Regions from separate parts of the Gasterosteus aculeatus genome. Here region 2 is linked to region 1. Evidence: chromatin contacts called from public Hi-C data. All regions are on one chromosome and are shown on one strand. The core of a region is the stretch at or near the end of the contact, and the rest is flanking DNA. Distances in the headings are between cores, read along the strand shown. Region 1 overlaps add3a (adducin 3 (gamma) a). Region 2 overlaps mxi1 (max interactor 1, dimerization protein).

Region 1 (4,042 bases), core at 634-3,133:
AAAGATCTCGGTTTGCAGACTAATTGGTCGGTGATTATACAAGTTTTGTGATGTGGTCGGCGCTTTTATCTTTTATGAGCAGCCACGGTTAAGTTGTGTGTGTTTTCAAGATTGTGTATGTGGGTTTTTTTCTTTGATTTGTGTGTTCAAATAATATGTTTGTGTGCATGCGTTTATGCTCTGATGCATACATTGGTTTGTGTGTGTGTGTGTGTGTGTGTGTGTGTGCTCCCATGCTCACCCCTCTCCCTGTCTCCTCCCCAGCCATACGTGCCCACTGAGGAGGAGCAGATGGCTCCCTTGCCTCCTAACCCCTTCAGTGAGCAGGCAGAGAGGGAGATGCAGGAGTACTACACAAACGTGGAGAGGAGACATCTAAGCCCCGGTGGTACGATACACACAGGTGTACACAAACATGCATTAACACACACACACACACACACACACACTTGAGAGAACATGCAAACTCATGAGTTAGTGGACTGGTGTGTTTGCGTTGGTTCGTAGGTGTGTGGATTTGTTTTTTTGGAATACTTTCACGCTCAACTTGCAAAAACCACAAGGGCCCAGTCCCACTGCGAGACATATGGACTGCTCACTCTGGCACAGATGAACGAGCACACACACACACACACACACACTCAGTGACTTGCATTCAATGTTCTTTGTGTGTGGGCAGCAAACAATCATGCAACTCTCTGATGGCTCATTTAACAACTCTATTTGACATGTTTCAAGATTACTAATTAATCAATAATCAATCCACAAAGCCACTTCAAGCCATTTCAAAGGTCCCAGGAAGAGATTAGGTTGAGCCGGACAGATTTCACCCTAGACTTGAACGACTTGCAGGTCTTTTTCTTTTCTTTAAAGGATGTGTGCTCTCAGTTGGAATGAGAGCCTGCTGACATCCATGTTGATCAATCACAGATATCAGTTCATTTCTCTTTGTTTTTTATTGCATTCTGAGCTATAAATGCAAAACCCATCTGTGCAGACACGTACTGTTGCCCAATAGACCATTAAGATATTCCTTATACTAATGCCATAAAATCAATTTGATTTGACCTGAAGTCTCCAAGCGAGCAGATTCCTCCCTCTTAACGAGTGTCAGGCCACATGGAGTGCGCTCCATCCGCCCTCTCACTTGCATAACAGACTTCCAACTGCAGCGAGGACGGGACCCTAAAAGCCAGATGTTAGCGCGTTCTGCTGAATCCTGTTAAACTTGTTAACGAGCACCATGTGACATTTTCAAGCGCTCCGAATCTGCAAAAACCGCAAGAGCAGATTTCATACGGAACTCAAAAACAAATCCGTCCTTCTAAAAGCTGGAAACTCTGTTCTCCCCTCCTCCTTTGCACGCGGATTGATCACTGCGTGTGATGGGTTTGTTCTCCGCTCTCTCAGCAGTTTGGTTGTTAATAATAAGGCGGACGCGCTCTAGTATTCTAACTGACCGCCTCGGGTATCACACAGCCACGCGCACACGTACACCTTCTATCACGAGGGCCTCGCCCTGCAGCTTCATCTGTGTTAACAGACACACAGACACACAGTATTGTCAATGCTAATCATATTATCCCTCTGTCCCACGGTTTTTCAGACAGGCGGGGGAGGGGGCGGAATCAATAGTGAACATATAGCGAGGGGGGAGGGTTGACCCCTAGTCCTAATTACACACGGAGTCCTGCCATGTTGGAACGGACGAAGGTGTGTGCACATGCGTCCAACGGCGTCGGCCGTCCGCGTGAGGTGCACACGTGTGCATGTGCACATGTACCGCACGAGAGGCCGGTATGACTATAAAAGACGGCAGACCGAACAGACAGCAGGTCTTCACACCAGCCACATGAGCGGAGCCCGTTGCTATGACACTGTTGCCTCCACAGGCCCTCAAATCCCCCGATGGCCAATCTGGATGCAAGCTGGAGACCGTCTGTCATGGCCCCATATATGCCTGGGCAACACACACACACACACACACACACACACACACAGATTTACCCTCTAATTAGTAGTCCAGCCCCCTCTGGGTATAAGCTTTGTAAAGTGTGATCTTTTTTAACATTAAAGGTCAAAACTGACTGTTTTAGAGAATAAAATGTGCATATAGTTTGAAAAGCTTTCATTGGAGGCCGTCATTTTCCACGCAATGAGACCCATGCAGCTCTTTCTCTATTTAAAAACGACGCCCGGACCTTGAACTTGGTTCCCTCTCCAGATCTCCTCTTTGCGCGTGTAACATTTGACAGGGAACATGTTCGCACTGCACCGACTCGGCTGTTGAGAACGAGTGAGACTCCTCAGCAGCCAGAATGTGCAAGTGAACGTGTCAAAGGGATAATGGAAAAGGCATTTATTCACTCCAATCAGTGCTCAACACTAGTGAAGTTACTAATGGGGGGGGACACTCACATTCTCTTGTGTGTACAAACGTTGTTAAAATTAAAATATGTAAAAACAAGTAGCGATCATTTCGTTTCGTTGCATAAAGAGCCAATAAATGCATATAAAGGGCTCCACAACATAAAACCCCCCAAAGCCTTTTACTCCGAGTAGAGTGGTAAGTATTTGTATTTCCCTCAAGTTTGGACAACATAATAATGAATAACGAGTGATGCAGTGGAATGTCTGTTTGTCAGTGCGACATTAAGGCAGCAAAGAAACGTCACAGAGCACAGACACCAGAAAAAAATGGATAACAGACAACCAACAAGGATTTGGGGAATTTTTGTGGAAAAGCAGCTGTGCATGGCCTGATTCTAACATGTGTGTTATCACTAATCTCTCAAACCTACCCACTCCCCCCCCCCCCATGACCCTTCATCCCAAATCCCCCCCTCCCCATCCTCTCATCCCACTCACCCCTGCTGTCGTCCCACTGCTTCAATCCTCTACACCGGCCTGCAATCCTCTCATCCACCCCCCCCCCACCCCTCCACAGATGGAGAACACGAGCTAACCTCCGACGACGGCTCCACTCTCTCCCAGTCTGTGTCTCTCACCCAGTCGCTGCAGAGCACTCCGGCTAAAGAAGGTATCGCTCACCCAGAGAGGGGGGACGTTGTCAGAATGATCTTAACTGCTTTGCTCCGTGTCTTTCACTGTTTCAGAGTGCGCGCATGAGAGGGCAAATTGATTGTTAATTTTGCATGCGCTGCCTAAACTACTGATCCGTCCTATGCCTTCGTACAGCACTAATGATTTTTCCTGTGAAAACTCGTAGGTCCGCAATAAGGAAACTGCAATAATGTCCATTATTATGTTGGGATGAACACTTTTCCGTACCCATGAGAAGTGATGAAGCAAACGTTCTTCTTACTTCTTACTAATGTTACATTACTGCTGATCGCTTTTGGTTTTCAGAGGCGGCTGTCCCGCCCCAAAAACCTTTTGCTGTCAATCAAATAATTATTTTCAGAATGTACATATTTACTTGTTGTTAATAGTCTCGAATGGAGTTCACACCAGGACGAGATCGCCTGCCTCTCCGTTGCCTTGTGTGTCAAACAACTAGCTCGACGGTGTCACGTGATTTATGGGGAATTGAGTAGTTTGCCTCTTTGGTCGATCGTCTCTAATCGATGAACCAAGAGATGTCTGTGTGTGACACTGGAGGCCGGTTGGTGCATCGAACCAGAGACCGAGATCAGTGCGGCCTCCTCACAGGTTGTAAATAGTGACTCTGTGGGATCGACTTCCTGTCTGTGGCCGACTTGCACCAAAAATGCAAAATCACGCAATGAGAAACAGTTAACTCGCCTCAGCACATCGGCTGTGGGGAAACGTATTTCCTAAAAAAAAGAAACGCTATTAGGTGAGCCCGCAGTCGCGCTCAAACCAGGTCGAGTGTCGCGTGTTTTCATTCGGGGGCAAAAATAACGGAGAAAGAGATGTGACGCCCTGTTCTGCTCTGTTCTGTGAACATTTTTGCATTTATGTTATGAAATGTATGTAGAGCACCAGGACGCCACGTCTCTTTTCGTGAAGCATTCAACGCACAGATCTAATAGTATCAGTATTTGGCCAGATTTGCACA
Region 2 (4,580 bases), core at 108-2,607, 52 kb after region 1:
CTGGCATTAAGAATTGCACTTCAGCCACAGCTCTCTGTATTTGTTTTCATTTTATTTTCACCTTCCTTTCTCTCATGGATCACGCGTGAATCCTTTTGTATGTGAAAGAAAAAAAATATATAACACCCTTTTTAAATATTTATTTCTCAAAGAAGACAAGCTGTGGGGATAAAAAAAAAAGTTAACTTATTTTGGTTCTGTCTTACTTTACTCCTCTGTTTGATGCTTATATATTCCTCATTCCTTATTTTAAAAATTGTATATTTGATGGCTTTTTGTCGATTGTGTTTTTGGGGGGCGGGTGGGAGGGGACATGAAATGTAGCCATTTTGTTTTCTTGTTTTTCGGATATTTTATTCAGTGGACACTTGAAATGTAATTGGCCCCTAAGCTGCTCCTAGTGCTGAGCCCCGCCTGTCTAGAGTCGCCTTGTCCAGAGCTGCCCCCCCCCCACTCCCCCTAACAACACTCTATACTATGCCTGTACCATAAACGCTGACCCAAAACAACCACACAGACAACATGGCTTCCATACCCAGCCTTCTGGTACGCCAGGTTGCGTTTGGGTCAGTAGTGAAAAGGCTGGGGGGTTGTGTGTGTGGGGGGGGGGGGGTCACCTCTGTACAAGGCTTAATGATAGCCAAGACTTTACTGGCAAATACTGCGCCAGCTACTACACAATTAAAGGGGTCTAAAACTCCACTTTCCTCTCTCAGGAGGATTGTAGTCTCTATTAGACTCGTGTTTTAGTTGACAAAATGTGTCTTACATTTACAATCCAATGCCTCCAACTGAGGACTCAAAGAAACAATAAACGAAACCGAACAAATCACCTGGTTTTTCTCCGAAGGCCAATCGGGAAGTGTAGAGTTTGACGTGCGCGCTCCTCGCGGGGGCTGTGTTGAGGTCGTTGGACTAAGCGCTGAATCAGAAGTCATCGTTTCTGGTGCTCGATCATATGAGGAAACAAACAAAAAGAGAAGAAATATGCCAAAACCACCTCAGAACACCTCAGTGTCCTCTCTCTTCATCTCTCGCTCTCCGAGGGAGAGTTTACATGTATTCTTCCCCTGTTTGAGTTCTAAACCTTCAACTCTTTTGTTTTTTGTTTTCATCTTCATATGTTGGTTTTATGAACCTGCACAGCTGACAGGGGGGGGAAAGGGTCCCGGGTTTGGCCACAAACAGGTGTTCAACCTGCTCACACTCCACAATACATTTTGTACTGCATTGGGACAATTGTGGTGGTGTTGGTGTGTGAAAGTCCTCTGGCCCTCCCTCCATTGCCTCATGTGCAAAACCAATCTGATCTTTACCCCCGGACGAGAGAAATCCAACTATACGATATGCTTTTGCTGCAGCCAGGTGCCGCGTGTGCGTGCGAGTGTGTGAGTGAGTGAGTGAGTGAGTGTGTGCGCTCAATGTTCTTACCCAGGCTGAGCTTTCAGAGGGGCACCTGGCCCGTCACTAGTCTGCACTGATCTCGGTTCACCTGCTGCTCAGTAAACATCAGACGTCTGGCCGCTGTTTGTCACAAACAGACAAACGCGTCCAGTGTCGGGTTTGAATCCCCTGAGAGTGAATGCTCCAAAAAAAAAAAATCAGCAGCTATGATTTTTGCACTAAAAGCTGACTGAGCTCCACCGTCAGCTGAGTGCCGACTGGTCCTGGATCAGCCCGTGTTGGTGCAGAAGATACCACACAATAGCATATCCTCATAAGTGACCACGAAGCTACGTCCGTACTCCCCGTGTTTAAGGTGTAGACATGTTGACCCGTGTTCAGGGTTAACTCTCCTGGAGCGCCGAGTTCCGCTTTTCGCAGTCGGGCCCCGCCGCCGGCCCTCCGGCAGACGGGGTCGGGGAGGCGAAGCGGACGAGCGGCCCCAGCAGGGAGTCGCCCTGTTGTTCTGAACCTGTGGCCATCCTTTGTGAAACATGCAGTCTGATGATGATGATGATTCTAGCCGTATACGTTGAGGATGCAATACTTCAAATAAAAAAATAAAACACCCAAGATTTTCCAAACCTGAATGACTCGCGCGTCCTCCTCCTGCCATGCGATGTGTCCAAGCAGGGGCCTCACGCGGCAAAACGTCAAGAACTCACCCACATTTCTGCTTTGACTTCTAACGCCCGAGGCCTGTACATTCACAACACGAGGAAAAGGAATGACTTAGTTTGAACCGCTCGCAGCTTATGGGCGAATGCAACCTGTGAGGAGGAATCTCCAGCAGATAGTGAACCGCAATCACGTGTTAGGTAGGCAAACTATTCCTGCAGTTTAACTGGACGACGTGCTTCCTTTTAATTATCTATATTCTTCACACGAAAGGTCATCAGCAGCTAGAACAGTCACAGCGTATTTTATCATTTTATCATATCAATTTTATCATTCAAGACAAAAACAGTTTGGCAGATGAAAACAGGGAGATGTTGTTGAAAGCACATGAAATAAAGTGAGTTTACATTGAGTTAAATTTGGTCAAATATCTCGGACCATTTCAAAAGATTAGAAAAACATAAAACACTTTGTGAAACATCACTTCTTATTAGAAAGCACCGTGTCACATGAGTCCAAATAGTCCAAATAGTGTCGATACACCGTCTACACCTGCAGCCGTCTGCACGCGCCACCAATCTGTAGATCACAAGATGTCTGAGTGATCAAAGGCATCTCGTGGGGAGACTTTATTCCGTCTGTAACAAACCACATGAGCATCCACCACATGTAATACTCCTCAAGTGATCACAGCCTGTGAACAATAAAACACACAAAAAACAGTTGAGTGTCTCGACCCCCCCAAGTTATACAAAACCGCGAGGAGTAACGCAGGGACGATGAAGATGAAGATGCTGATCCCTCGGTGCCATGAAGCGCTCAATGCCACGGCCCAGTTCAGGTCACGTGTCCACGTCGGCGGGTTACTCACAGACGGCAAAAACAAATTGGGAGGATGAGTTCTTTTCTCAGTAGAGAAAGCAGTCGAACAAGCGTCCCGCTGTATTTTTATACAGTACGTTTTTTAAATGGTGGAAAAACATGAGCATGAGTAATGAATCACACAGTGGACTCATGTTTAATCCCAAATAAAACATCGGCAAGGGCTACGCTAAAAGCTAAATGATTTTCACAACAATAATTACGTTTGTTTGTGTGTATGTGTGTTGGGTTTGGAGATACAAAAATAATGAATTTAATTAATTTAAGCTTAACGGTTTAAATCAGAATCAGTGTCCATAAGGTGTCCTTTTGGTTTCTTTTGTCAGTCAGTGTCCTCTCTGTCCTGCTGATGATCTCCGTAGTTATCAGGACCTTAATGGTAAAGTCATTTTTAGTCATGTTGAGAGAGATGCTGCCACCTAGAGGTAAAGAACCGCCAGTGTTTCCTGCCGATCTTCCTGCCACTCAAATGTATGAACTTTGACTTTTACAATAAATCAGATCAACTAAGTGTACTCTGTATCTACAGAATGATATGCCAACGACACACACGGTTAATTATTCGAATAAACCACATCAATATTGGCGTAATTTAATGAATGAACCCAAACTATGGAAGTCGTTAACGGCATTGCAAATGATATCGTTTTATATTTACTATTGAAAAGTAAATCTCTCCCATTGGTCACCGTAGAAACACAGCGCAGTGCCAACCACCAGGAGGCGCCAGAGGACTGGAAATGATCACTAGCATCAGTAGATGTTTCCTGTTCCCACCTTCTACCAAGCCTGGCCGCTGAATGCTGCAGATGAGGACGTCAACTACCACTTTGTTGCAGCATCAACGTTGCTTAGCAACATTTTTTTACTCTACGGAATAAAATATAAGGGGGCGGGGGACTCAACAGTAGGGTCATATGGTAGTATCTTATATGCTGGTACTCTTCCTCCCTCTGTTCAACACACTGAATTCAAATGCAATGTTGATGTACCTACAATAACCAGTGTGATGCTTAAAACTGTAAAGTAGAAAATCATTTTTCTTAATTGAACTTTCTCAACCAGGGCGGCACGGTGGCGTGGTGGTTAGCACTGTCGCCTCACAGCAAGAAGGTCCTGGGTTCGATTCCGCCCAGTGGCCTTTCTGTGTGGAGTCTGCATGTTCTCCCCGTGTCTGCGTGGGTTCTCTCCGGGTTCTCCGGCTTCCTCCCACAGTCCAAAGACATGCTCTGGGGATCAGGTCAATTGGGGACTTTAAATTGCCCGTAGATGTGTGAATGTGAGTGTGAATGGTTGTGTGTCTCTGTGTTGCCCTGCGATTGGCTGGCGACCAATCCAGGGTGTACCCTGTCTATCGCCCGAAGTTGGCTGGGATGGACTCCAGCCCCCCCGCGACCCTGTGTGCAGGATAAGCGGTCTGACAATGGATGGATGGATGGATGGAACTTTCTCAACCTTCAAAGCAGCAAAGCACTAAGATGCTTACATGACTGACTCAGTAAGCAGGGCTTGGCTACATCTTACTTCCCCACTAGGCTGCACAAAGGCACTGACGCTGATGGCTGACCAACCTGAGTAAACTGTCACGTGAAGTGTGTTGCAGAATGAAAAAACAGCAGGACAACAAATATTGTCTT

What was found. A called contact is a pair of places that touch in the nucleus more often than the background predicts.
Region 2: a Hi-C map of whole body shows a contact between it and region 1, with 2.4 times the contacts expected there. The contact joins two enhancer-like sites. A contact is called at or near these places in 3 of 6 Hi-C or Micro-C datasets (skeletal muscle, tail fin and whole body).

Annotation. Positions count from the first base shown.
Region 1 is chr9:9,316,643-9,320,684 of fGasAcu3.hap1.1, forward strand. It overlaps add3a (adducin 3 (gamma) a), which reads left to right. Exons shown (of 18, transcript XM_078080470.1): 16 at 265-388; 17 at 2,948-3,040. Among protein-coding and RNA genes, the nearest start is that of mxi1, 22 kb to the right of the region's middle. Within about 2 kb of position 1,884, at least 1 of the 9 cell types and tissues checked has open chromatin away from gene starts, as enhancers often do.
Region 2 is chr9:9,369,119-9,373,698 of fGasAcu3.hap1.1, forward strand. mxi1 (max interactor 1, dimerization protein) reads left to right here. Exons shown (of 6, transcript XM_078080479.1): 6 at 1-265. Among protein-coding and RNA genes, the nearest start is that of dusp5, 29 kb to the right of the region's middle. Within about 2 kb of position 1,358, at least 1 of the 9 cell types and tissues checked has open chromatin away from gene starts, as enhancers often do.